4 separate regions of the Mus musculus genome follow, and all the other regions are linked to region 4. A link is a contact called in public HiCAR-type and promoter capture Hi-C data. All regions are on one chromosome and are shown on one strand. The core of a region is the stretch at or near the end of the contact, and the rest is flanking DNA. Distances in the headings are between cores, read along the strand shown. Region 1 holds the start of Ppp3r1 (protein phosphatase 3, regulatory subunit B, alpha isoform (calcineurin B, type I)). Region 2 holds the start of B3gnt2 (UDP-GlcNAc:betaGal beta-1,3-N-acetylglucosaminyltransferase 2). Region 3 holds the start of Pno1 (partner of NOB1 homolog). Region 4 holds the start of Actr2 (ARP2 actin-related protein 2).

Evidence for each region. Promoter capture Hi-C pulls out the DNA fragments that hold promoters and counts their contacts. HiCAR-type assays count read pairs that join an accessible place to other places. Capture Hi-C pulls out chosen DNA fragments and counts their contacts.
Region 1: a HiCAR-type map of astrocytes shows a contact between it and region 4, with 6 times the contacts expected there. The contact joins the promoter of Ppp3r1 here to the promoter of Actr2 in region 4. A contact is called at or near these places in 2 of 39 promoter capture datasets (embryonic stem cells and pre-B cells), 1 of 484 Hi-C or Micro-C datasets (B cells), 2 of 115 datasets of contacts at active chromatin or transcription factors (astrocytes and large pre-B cells) and 2 of 9 other capture datasets (adipose tissue and liver).
Region 2: a promoter capture Hi-C map of liver shows a contact between it and region 4, with 3 times the contacts expected there. The contact joins the promoter of B3gnt2 here to the promoter of Actr2 in region 4. A contact is called at or near these places in 1 of 39 promoter capture datasets (liver) and 2 of 9 other capture datasets (adipose tissue and liver).
Region 3: a promoter capture Hi-C map of pre-B cells shows a contact between it and region 4, with 8 times the contacts expected there. The contact joins the promoter of Pno1 here to the promoter of Actr2 in region 4. A contact is called at or near these places in 5 of 39 promoter capture datasets (cranial neural crest, embryonic stem cells, hippocampal neurons and 2 more), 5 of 115 datasets of contacts at active chromatin or transcription factors (astrocytes, embryonic stem cells, extraembryonic endoderm stem cells and 1 more) and 1 of 9 other capture datasets (adipose tissue).

The regions. Positions count from the first base shown.
Region 1 is chr11:17,157,982-17,160,681 of GRCm38.p6, reverse strand. Ppp3r1 (protein phosphatase 3, regulatory subunit B, alpha isoform (calcineurin B, type I)) reads right to left here and starts at 1,384. Exons shown (of 6, transcript NM_024459.2): 1 at 1,140-1,384. The coding sequence starts at 1,142.
Region 2 is chr11:22,858,172-22,861,052 of GRCm38.p6, reverse strand. It overlaps B3gnt2 (UDP-GlcNAc:betaGal beta-1,3-N-acetylglucosaminyltransferase 2), which reads left to right and starts at 1,318. Exons shown (of 2, transcript NM_016888.5): 1 at 1,318-1,559.
Region 3 is chr11:17,210,194-17,212,893 of GRCm38.p6, reverse strand. Pno1 (partner of NOB1 homolog) reads left to right here and starts at 1,305. Exons shown (of 7, transcript NM_025443.2): 1 at 1,305-1,581; 2 at 1,757-1,906. The coding sequence starts at 1,387. Wdr92 (WD repeat domain 92) reads right to left here and starts at 1,001. Exons shown (of 8, transcript NM_178909.4): 1 at 748-1,001. The coding sequence starts at 930.
Region 4 is chr11:20,111,473-20,114,417 of GRCm38.p6, reverse strand. It overlaps Actr2 (ARP2 actin-related protein 2), which reads left to right and starts at 1,467. Exons shown (of 9, transcript NM_146243.2): 1 at 1,467-1,613. The coding sequence starts at 1,566.

The DNA.
Region 1 (2,700 bases), core at 135-2,634, 3.0 Mb after region 4:
CCTGAAATTCTTTGATATGTACTGAAAAGATGTTTACAGTAAGTGTCACAATCCCGTATCCTGTTTAACTAAATGACATATAACTCGCAGTGCAGCTATGTTTGTCTGTGAACACAATTCTTGATTGCAAAGACGAAACGGAGGCCCAGTGAAGCTACAGAACCAGTAAGGTAACAAGCTAAAGGCGTCATAGATTTCTTGGCTATGGTGACAGGCAGGAGGCACACCCCTAGCGTCAGCCAGAAATACTACATGGTGAATTCCACCTACGGATTAATAGGAAAGTAAGGAAGGGAAAATTTAAATCGCCATCGTTCAAAAACAACTACCACAAGCACCGGAAAAACAGAAATAAAAATACTAAGAAAATATTAACAAACCAATATGAGCATTTCTCTAGGCCCGGTGTCTTAGCTAATATACACGCTGGCCCTTTCATGTTCACCAACGCAGAGAAAAGCGGCCTCGGGAAAAAAAAAAATCCCCTACGGTTGCAAACAGCAGAGAGATAAATGCGAAAACGAGCGAAGAAGGCAAGAAAGTGGAAGGATCCCTGCCAAGGCTCGCTGCTGGAAAATGCGGAGTGAGTGGGAGGAAGCACAACTCTGGAGAAGTGGGTCTTACATAAAGCGCCATTTGCCGCACACTATCATTTCCACCGGATTTCAGAAAACCCAACCTGGAAACCCATCTGGGGGCGGAAAGTGGGTTTCACGTGGAGGAGGGTAGCGAGGGCGCAGCCCCCCGGGACCGGGGTTCAGAAAAGGCCGAACGAGCCAGACAGGCGACGGGGCCGGGGTTGCGCGGAGGCCCACGGGCTTAGGAGCCCGGGGGCGGCGGCTCTGTGGGCGCCCGGAGGCCCAGGGTCGTGCGGAGGGCGGGGGCGGCGAATCTCGGGGAGCGCGGAGACGTCCGGCGTTTGCAGGGGGCCGGGGGGCGCGCGGAGGCCCGGAGGAGGCGCGCAGGGGCTGGGGGGCTTGCAAGGGCCTTGCAGCGGCCCGGGAGCGCGCAGAGCCGGGGGCCGCGCAAGTAGCCGAGGACTTGAAACCCAGCACCTGCACCCTCCAGGCCTCTGGAATTTTCTATCCGAGAGGACGCCCCGGGCCCTCCCTCGCGCGACCGGGGAACCGAGGTCTCACCATCTTGCTCGGCGGGCGGCGCTGGCGGCGGCTGTAGGATCCTCGGGACGCGGCGACGGCGGCTTTGCTGTCCGGCGCCGGGCGGGGTGCAACGGGGCCTGGGCCCGGAGCGAGGCGGGCGGAGTCCCGGTTGGAGATGCGTCGGCGGGAGGAGAGGGTTGCAGCCTCACGCTCACAGGCGGCCCCGACTCGTTGCAGCGGCTCGCGCTGACCGCAACCTCAAGGCACGGAACAGGGCGCGCAGAGGGCGGAGCGAGCGCGGGGCGGGGCGGGGCGGAGCCTGCGGGAGGCTGACATCCGGGAACCCGCGCCCTGCCGTGCACACGCTCTCCAACCGGATTGCTCGCAGAGCCCCGCTAGCGCTCCGCCAGCGCTTTTTGCGTACCGTGCGCCGGGGGACATGGAGATGGGGGGGCAGACGTCTTGACGTTGGGAGAGCCGCGCTTCCTGTCATGTGACCGAAGGAAGGCCGGCAGGAGGAAGACTCCTGGGAGGAGAAAATGGGGAGAATGACAGGACCTGCCACAGGGCTGTGTCGCTCTTGGGGGGTGACACCATGTCACTATGGCGAGGCACGGGCAAGTCTACACTGTGGAGTCAAGCGCGCAGTTGGAAAAATAGGAGAAGCAAAGCTAGCTGCAGCTTAGGTCCTGGGAGCCACTGACAAGAGTGGGGGATTGCTTCCCACTCCAACAGACACTACCTCTAGGTTGCCCTGCAGCTGGTGCAGAAAGAAGCCTTTAAGAGAAATACTACGAGACAGACTGCCCTGTTGTCCATGTAGTAAGGGTATGTCCGTAATGGTGGCAGTTGCCTTACTATAGAAGTGAAACTACAGTAGGTAATAAAGTCCATGGAAAGAAGTTATATTTAAGAGGAAAAGATAAGTTGGTAGGAGAGATGTGATAAAGATAACGTATTTATGTTATTTATTTTAGTCAGGTTTTGAATAGATAGAAAATAAAGGTCAGGGTATGTCCTGCTCTACCTGTTTCATCTTCTGTAAGTGTAGATTATTTTTTAGCTTTTGAGAGACGAGCTTTGACTCCACTTTGAGGATGGGGGATGCCTGCACCGGAGGGGACACGAATGCTACTTACCATGTATCCAGTTCCACTCACAGACTGAAAATGCCTTATAGCTTGGCGTTGAAAGGGTGGCACCCTATGAATTTATCAGGGTAAACTGTAACAGCGCATAGGTTTGTTACAATTGTTTGGGAAACCAGGCACAAGAACGTGGTAGGCACATCATACCAAGAAAAGGGTGCAACGTCCTCACCTGGACTCCATAAAGAGATAGACATCTAGCACTGTGATGGCAACAACCCCTACCAATCTATCATCCGACCATCCTGATAGGCAAAGAACACTTGACTGCCCCTGAGGCTTGAACTCAGTTAAGTCCTCACTGTTGACAAGGTTTGGTCAACTGTCCATCTTTCTATTCCTCCAGCTGTACCATCCATCCATCCCTTCATCTGGACCTACATTTGGCTCTTAGGCCTCTACAGCTGAACTCAACTCTATAGCTTCCCATTTAAACCATTGACACTCCCAAC
Region 2 (2,881 bases), core at 69-2,568, 2.7 Mb before region 4:
GTCAATCTTAACATTTCCAGAACCACTGACTCAGAATTCCTTCTTGTGGATGACCGTACACACGTGGCTCTGCGCTCAACCCAAACAACTCGCACTTACTTCTTTCTGCGGCTGTAAGTAAGACTTCGTGGTCTTGGTCGAGCTGGCTGAAATTCAATCTCCAGCGCTCGAAAGTCAATGGCATCCCTTTGACTAACTCCATCTGACAGCCTTCTGAAAAAAAAAAAAAAAAAAAAAAAAAGCAAACAGGTGTAGAGTGTTAACTTCTCAGTGTGATTATCTCCAGAGGGTCGACCGAAGGCCTTAGCAATAAGAATGGAGGGGAGAGGAAGCAGCTTCCAAGCGCGTCCCAGGTTGTGGGGACCAGGCTCTAGGTTCGGTGTTGAGGGCGTGCCGACTCGGCCGGCCCACCCAGCTCTACAAACTAGAGCAACTTCTCCATCCGGTCTCCCCGGCTTTTTCCTGGGCCTCACCTTGGCACGTAGCGCTCTGGGGAGCCTGGGGAGGCGCTGGGTTGGGGGTGGGGGACCGTTCCGGGTCCCGCGTGATCCATGCTTGGGTGTGGTTGGTGCTCAGTCCAGCGGCATCACGGGGGTTCAGCGTTCAGATGTCTTGCTAAGCCCAACTTCTGAAGTCGCCGAGCGAACTCCGCACCCAGCGCCTCCCGCATCTTGCATTCTTGACTTCCTGAGACCCGAGTGGAACCACGTGGAGACCTCATCGTGTCTTTGATGGCTTCATAACCTGAAGGTCCGAAGAGGCCAGATAGGCACCACCCTCAGGCCTTGGGCATCTATCTAGGTGGCTGCCGCTACTATGTACGCTGAGAGCAAAGGTCAGGTGCACTTGGGTTTCCCTCTTCTCACCTCCCCTCGTGGATCCCGCTCACAAGCCACTCGGAGCCGTCTAGACTTAGCTACATGCCAGTGCTGGCTGGCAAATTCTCACCAAGCGCCACGCCCTGGTAGCTGAAGAGTTTACACTAGACCCTGGATCTCAGCAGGGTTTGGGACTCAAGTCTCAGCTGTTTTTCTGGGGGAGGCTACTTCCTGGCGGAGCGGGGGAGACTGTAATCTTTGGACACCGCGCGCTCCAGTGAAGCCTTAGGTTTTCTCAGTGCTACGAGGGGCGGAGAGCTCGGGAAGGGCCCGGGGGCGCAGTCCCAGCGGGACCTGGGCGCCAACTGGCGGGAGGGTTCGAGTTCGGCCTTTCCCAAACTTGGGCCACGGGGCGGGAGCGCGGCCTTCCCGGCGGTGACGCGCGCGGTGGCGCGGCGTGTGATTGGAGAATCGGGCGGGGGCGGGACCGAAGGGACGCGGCAGGGGGCGGCGGTGCCAGGAGCCGGGGCCGAGAGTAAGGCTCAGCGGCCGCCGCGGCAACAAGTGCTGGAGCTGAGGCGAGCCGGAGCCGCCCAGACCCCGCCGGGCCGCCCGTCCGCGCATTGCGCATGGAGCGAGAGCGGCGGCGGTCGCGGGGCTGAGCCGCAAGAGCGGCTGGGACGTGGATGCGGCCGCGGTCTTCCGCCCCGCCCCGCCGAGCTGGAGGTGTCCCTAGACAAGGTAGGGCCGGGTGGGTGGGCACCGGCCCTGCATCCCCGCCCCGCCGCGCTAGTTCCGGCCGGTGTGGGCGCCCCGCGCTCTCGCCGCTCTTCTGTGGCTCCTGCGTTGTCTGCGCATACGTTCCATCGGGTTCCCCTCACCGCTCCCAGTCTCACTTTCCTGGCCTCCGCACATCATTTCCCTGGCCTCCTCACCTCCCGGATATCCTCACCGGTCTCCGTTCTCCTGTCCGGCTTCCTCACCTCCTGGTCCTTCTCCCCTCCTTTACAGCCTCCTCACCTTCTCCCCAGTCTCCCGGCCTCCACCTCCTTCCTGACCTTCTCACCTGCTCGACCTCCGCTCTTCCTGCACCCACAGGGAGAGGGCAGCGACACCCTGAGCCGCGCTGTACCCCGCGCACGAGGTGCGGGCCTGGGCGGCGGGGGAGCGTCGCGGGCGGTGTTCTGCCCCGCCCGCGCACTGCGCTGGTCTAGGGTGCCGCAGGGGCAGATCAGGTGTTTGTGAGCCGCTGGCTGCCGCTTTTCACCCCCATCCGCTGGCACTGTTATCTTCGGGTCCCCAAAGACTGGTTTCTGTGAAACTTCAGGAGAACCTTTCGCGTTGACCTCTAAAAAATATTCCACGCCGCCCGCGTTGAATGATTAACTAGACTCAGGACTGCCTGGGGAGCTGGCCCTGCGACTGGCAGGTGGGCGCACCTGAGGGGCTGGGACCCTTCTGGGGACGTAACACCTAGCACCTGCTCAAATGCACTCGCCTAGGGTCCTCTGAGCTCCCGGGTCTTGTGTGGGAAGGAAGCTCTGAAGACTCCTCTCTAGTGTCATAGTGCGTGCGAGGTCATCTTGAAAAGTAATGCACACTTGGGTAACCTGGGCTGGCCCCATGTTCGCTCCTGCCCCAAATACAGGGTGGCTGGCCTTCGCTCCCCTGCCCACTGTGGTCTCCCAACTTGACTGCTTCAAACGATTAAACCTGTTCTTCTGCCCCCTCCGCTCCCCGCCAAGCCGTAGCTTTTTCCAGGTTTCGAAGCCAATGGGTGAAAATGGGCTTCGTGTTATTACAGGTTCTTCCAGGGTACTTCTTTGTGCCTCGGAAAGTGATGGGATGGTTAATGAGAGGGCCACTGGACCTGAGTGGAGCTAGGAGGGCGGGACCGGGGCCCAGCCGTAGCGCACTTCTGTGGGGTTTGGACCGCGCACTTGATAGGGGACCGGCTCAGGGGCAGGCCGGTCACTTCCCTCCTGTTCTAGTCCAACTTCTGTTTCTTTTGAATAGAGATTATGAAAGCTGATGGAACCCCGGGGAGTTTTTACGCCGGTCCT
Region 3 (2,700 bases), core at 56-2,555, 2.9 Mb after region 4:
GTGGTTGTTGCAGATAGGGTTTCAAACTGAAATTCTCCTGCTGTTTTCTCTTGATTGCCGTGAGTAAAGGTGTGCAACACCACTTCTAGCTCGTGTTTTTCTTTTTTAAAAAGATAATAAACTACCTTCCACCATTATCACTGAGCTTTCTCACATGCTGTTTTTTGTAAGAAACTTCATACTCTACTCTAAATTTGCTTTAGTTAGTTTCTACTCGTCCTGCATCTGTTTTTACTTTTATAGACCTGCACATTAGAAAACTCATCTTGATGAGTTTACATGTATGTATGCATTCTTGGTCTGGCTGTTGGACTGTCTCCCCCAACAGAAAATAAACTCCATGATATAGCTGGCATTGCAATTCCCATGCCTGGGACTATCAGGCATTGAACTGACACTTCTTGAAAGGATGTGGTATTTACTAGTTCGTCATCAACTTTGTTGTAGGTATCCCGGTGCCTCCTTTGGTTTTGCTTGTATGAAATGTGGGTTTATTGCATATATCTACTAGTAGACTACGACAACTGCTAACAGCCTATAAGGTCCAAGAACGTTGCCACGAAATGTTAACTTCACTTCCCAGAAACCTTGCAACGGACTGCACGGAGGATGGTGGGAGGAAGAGGCTGCAGTGAGAGCCTAGTTTGAAGTATTTCTCAATCTGTCACCTCCTTTCTGTTTCTGCTGGAGCATTGAGGAATCAGACCCTAGATCACGCAAACCCAAACGGTCCAAGCCTGCACCCACCTCCCGCAGCAGCTTGAGGTCCCCGCGCTGGATCTCGTACACCTGGATAACGCCGGTGCCCCGGGCAAAGTTGCCCATCGTCACGAATTTGGCACTGCAGGGCACCCATTTGCTGTCGAACACTGTGTAGTTGAGGCCCTTTTGAATGTGGACAATGATCTGAGGCTTCTCGAAGGTGGACATGGTGTAGATGCAACCAAACGCTAACTTGGTAACCAGACTGCAAACAGATCAGGGGCAGTTTGTCCCTCCCTAGCCGCATTCTACCCGGAAGCCTTAGCAAGTTGGGCTTGGATGCCTCCGAAAATGCCGTGTGAGCTACTGAGACCGCAACAGATGCTTCTCCACACATGGCACAAGCTAATTTACTGCCGTTACCACAACGACTTTACATAGACACAGTAAAGACTGTGAATGCTTCGGCTGCGAGCGTATGAGGGCACGGAGACATTAGCAAACAGGCATATCCCAGGACAGCAATTCCGAAACGCGGACCAATCCAGCCTTAGGCCCCTGGCATGGACCCCGCCTAGGAAAAGGGGTGGTGTCTTCAAATCGATTGGTGGAGGCTGGCGCATGCGCTGTACAACCACGCACGTGTTCCTCTAGTCGTACTTGCCGGGATTGATCTTGGCCGAGATGGAGACGCAAAGCACCGGAACGGAGGACGGCTTTACTCCCGTCACGCACAGAGGGGGCCGCCGGGCGAAGAAACGACAGGCTGAGCAGTCGTCAGCGGCGGGACAGGATGGAGAAGCCGGACGCATGGACACGGAGGAGGCGCGGCCGGCGAAGAGGCCGGTCTTCCCGCCGCTCTCCGGGGATCAGCTCCTGGTGGGGATCAGGACGGGACGGGACGGGGCGGGGCGGGGCCCGGGCGTCCAGGTGAAAGGGTCGGTTCTCGGTTTTGTTTTGTTTTGTTGTTTTGGGGGGTTTGTTTGTTTGTTTGTTTTTTCGCCTAGGCCCGCATCTCTCAGTCGCCTCCTGAGTGTGTATGTTTTTATTGCAGACTGGGAAAGAAGAAACGAGGAAAATTCCCGTCCCAGGTAACAGATACACACCGTTGAAAGAAAACTGGATGAAGATATTTACTCCGATTGTAGAACATTTGGGACTTCAGATACGCTTTAACCTGAAATCAAGGAATGTAGAAATCAGGGTAAGGAAGAGGGTAGCCATTTCGTAGCCTACCATTTCGTAGTTTCAGCCTTAATAAAAGTAGACAATGATACACGGTAGTGCCTAAACAAGTGGTAATTGTAGGTACTTTCTTCAGTGTAAGTGCTCTTTTTGGAGGAAACGTGTGCCACTTAGAAAAAAATGTAAATTAATTCCTTTATTTTTTTTTCAGTAGATCTTCGGTGTCAGTGCCAAATTAATTTTCCCATATCACAATGCTTTTATTATGGTATTCTAGCCTCCTCGGCATTCCTAAGGGATAAAGGCCAGACACTTGACTAAGCCTGCCTTTCAAGTAGGAGACCCAGTTGTGTTTGTTTCCCTTTTTTTTGTTTTTTTTTGTTTTTGGTTTTTTTTTCCCCTGCCAGTATCTTTGGTGGCTCTGGTCTCTGGAGAAGGCCACTTTCTCTGCTGTCTTCTTACTTCAGTTCCAGTCAGCTTTCAAGAGAACTCAAGCTCTCTTCAGAAGTTTATACATTTCTGTTCTACTTTAGCTGCCTTGTTTACTGCAGGGTCATTGGTTTGTGTTCTTAGTATTTGCTGATACCATATATCAGATGCACAGTGATAGCTTAACGTATACCACATCATTTGTTCCTTAAGGTATGACATAGATGATATACACCCATAGACATGAGAGTGCTGGAGGATTAGGCAGGGGTGAGAAAACTTAAATCCTAGATGTTCATGGGACTTGCCGAGAGTCATACATAGGGTGAGAGCCAGAGTCTGGGGCTTTGTGGCTTTGTTCTTGTTTTATTTTTGTTTTCTTTC
Region 4 (2,945 bases), core at 218-2,717:
AATGCCCCCAGAAAACTGTGCCAAAGAGTTTAGAAAAAAAATGTACAATAAAAGCAAATACACTCGAAGCCGGGCGTGGTAGCGCACGCCTTTAATCCCAGCACTTGGGAGGCAGAGGCAGGCGGATTTCTGAGTTCGAGGCCAGCCTGGTCTACAAAGTGAGTTCCAGGACAGCCAGGGCTATACAGAGAAACCCTGTCTCGAAAAACAAAAAAAAACCAACCAAACAAACAAAAGCAAACAAACAAAAAAGAATAAGTTTCTGTTTCTTAGGTCTGATGTAAACTGCAAAACAAGTTTTCAGCCTAGCTAAACTTGGGATTCACATGACATATACTCTGACCCTTGACTCTTCCCTTTCACTGTATCTAACAATTCGCTCACATCTCGCCCATAAAACGGACCTCAAGCGACCGGCAGCGGTGAGACAGGTGGTTGGCCAGTCCTGGTGTACCCCAAAATTGCTCCAATTGGACAATCATGGATTTGGTCTTTTTAACTTAATATTCTTAGTTTTAACACAAGGATAGACAATGCGACCCTGTCTCAGAAAACAAAACTAAACTAAAATTAAAGGAAAGAGTTTTGTTCTTTGTTTTCGAGAAAGGGTTTCTTTGTTGTAGCCTTGGCTGTCTTAGAACTAGCTCTGTAAATAGACCAGGCTGGCCAGGAATTCACAGAAATCCAACTGCCTCTACTTGTGTGCTGGGATTGAAAGCAAGTTCACCACTATGCGCTAAGTGAAAGCATTATCTTTCTTTTTTGACAGGGTTTCACTTTATAGCTCTGGCTGACCTGAAACTTGCTATGTAGACCAGGCTGGCCTCCAACTTAGAAATCCGTCTGCTTCTGCCTCCCAAGTGCTGGGATTAAAGGCGAACGCCAACAGTGCCCGGGTGCATATTCAATTTCTTAAAGAGGTGCGTGTAACACTTGTCCCTGTTTCCAAGGGAGGTTACAGAGGACCTCAATTTTAAAGTCTGCATTTGGCAACATGGTGAGTTCCTGTTTGAGAAAATCAAAGAGGGAAGTGGTGAAGCAGAAAGAAACGAAAGCATCCCGCCAGGCTCCTAGGGCTGCATGCAACTGGAGGTGTGGAATAAACCGGAGGTTTGAAACTTGTAGGTGTATCCACCCAGGCCTAGGAGCAATGACACATCATGCCTCGGGACCTCCAGGTGGCTTTCGGTCTTCCTAGCCGGCTGCTCCACCCTTCTCCACTGCCGTCCCGCCACACACCCTCCGGCCTTCACCTGCCTGCCTCCTGTACAGCCGGCCCGGCCGCGCCCTAGGTCCCGAGACAACTTGGTCAGAGCCGCCGCCCCACCAGCCAAGCGCAGCCCCGGAAGCAGAACGAGGCGAGAGGGCGCGCCCGGGTCCGCGCCGGACAGCTCTCATTGGCCTTCTCGGCTGCCAGTCCCCGCTCTTCTTTTCTCTCTCTGCACCGCCCTCTTGGAACGGCTGCCGGGCGGGGACTTCCGGTTTGGGCGGAGCGGCGGGCCGAGGGCGGGGCCGTGTGGAGGAGGAAGCAGGCCAGGCCGGGCGGCGGCTCACCAGGACGAACCATGGACAGCCAGGGCAGGAAGGTGGTGGTGTGCGACAACGGCACTGGGGTAAGGCCCGGCGGGGCGGCCGCGTGTGTGTGCGGGGTGCGCGCGGGCCCCTCGGCTGCGCGGCTGGGCTTCGGGGGCGCGGGCAGGCGCGCGGGCGGGCGAGCTCTCGGGGGGCGCCGGCCGGCCCGGAGCCGGTGGCCCGGAGCTAGGCTACCCGCGCTGCACCCGAAGGCGGCGGAACCTGTCCCCGCGCGCTCGCAAGCATCCGCCGGCGTGCCGAGAGATGGGTCTAGACGGTGAGAGGCCCTGTCCCTCGGTGGCGAGGAGGTCTCCATTTCCGAGGCTCGCCTGTGTTCGTCCATACAAGACCTAGCGGCCTTCCTCTTCCTGTGTAGCGAAAGATGCCGAATGCGAGGCAGGAAACGGGTTCCGCAGAGAAAAGAGGAAGTGCTGTCAGGCCCCGGGCCGCGGCTGGAGTCTGCCCCGGGAGAGCGTGTGGGCTGTCCTTGTCGTCTGTGGTTTTGAGAGAGGGGGATGGTCAGCAGCTCCTGCTTCACCTCTTGCTTTGCATGCCGCCCTATTATAGACCTAGGACCTCTCAAGTAAATTCTAGTGGGAAGTTGGATCATTTCTGGTTCCTCCTCTGCTTCATTTTTTTTTTCTGTTAAGTACAGGATAGACACGTTAGTCTTGAAGATGCTAAAAATGTCAAAATAAGCCTAAAGTTCTGATTCAGAAAACTCGTTGCAACTGGTTTCTTTCTATCCCCAGTTAAAAGGGTGGAGCATCAAAGTTCCAGTTTTGAAGATGCAACTGTTTCTGACTCCTTTAGCGATTTGCAACATTTTGTGACTTTTCTCCTCTCTGCCACAGAGACGACACACAAATTAAAATAGATTTTACTTGAATTACACCTTTGAAGCCAGATTGTTGAAAGGGGAAGGAGCTGGTATTCACTGCCATTATAGTGCCCTTGGTTGAATTTGTTACAAACTTTGACAATTATTGTACTAGCTTCATTTAAGCTAAATCTGGGCTAGAATAGGATAGGTAACAATACAAAGGGACATCCATACCACTGCTGTGGTAACAGCCCTAAGATTCAGTAACTTAAAGGTTTTTAAGCAACCCCATTTATGTGCTCATTAGAGATATTTATATTTGCAGACTTCATGAAGGGATACATAAAATGCATCTCATTTTTTGAGATAAAGGATAAAGCAGTGAGGGAAATGGTACAATTTTATAAAGCTTCTAAATTATCAGGAAAAAGGTTTTTAAAGCAAAGCCTGTATTGTTACACTATATTTAAGCTAAATTATAAATGCTAAACTTTTCAGAAATTCTTATAAAAGTACTTATTAAAAAAAAAAAGTATCTTACTACCAAAGA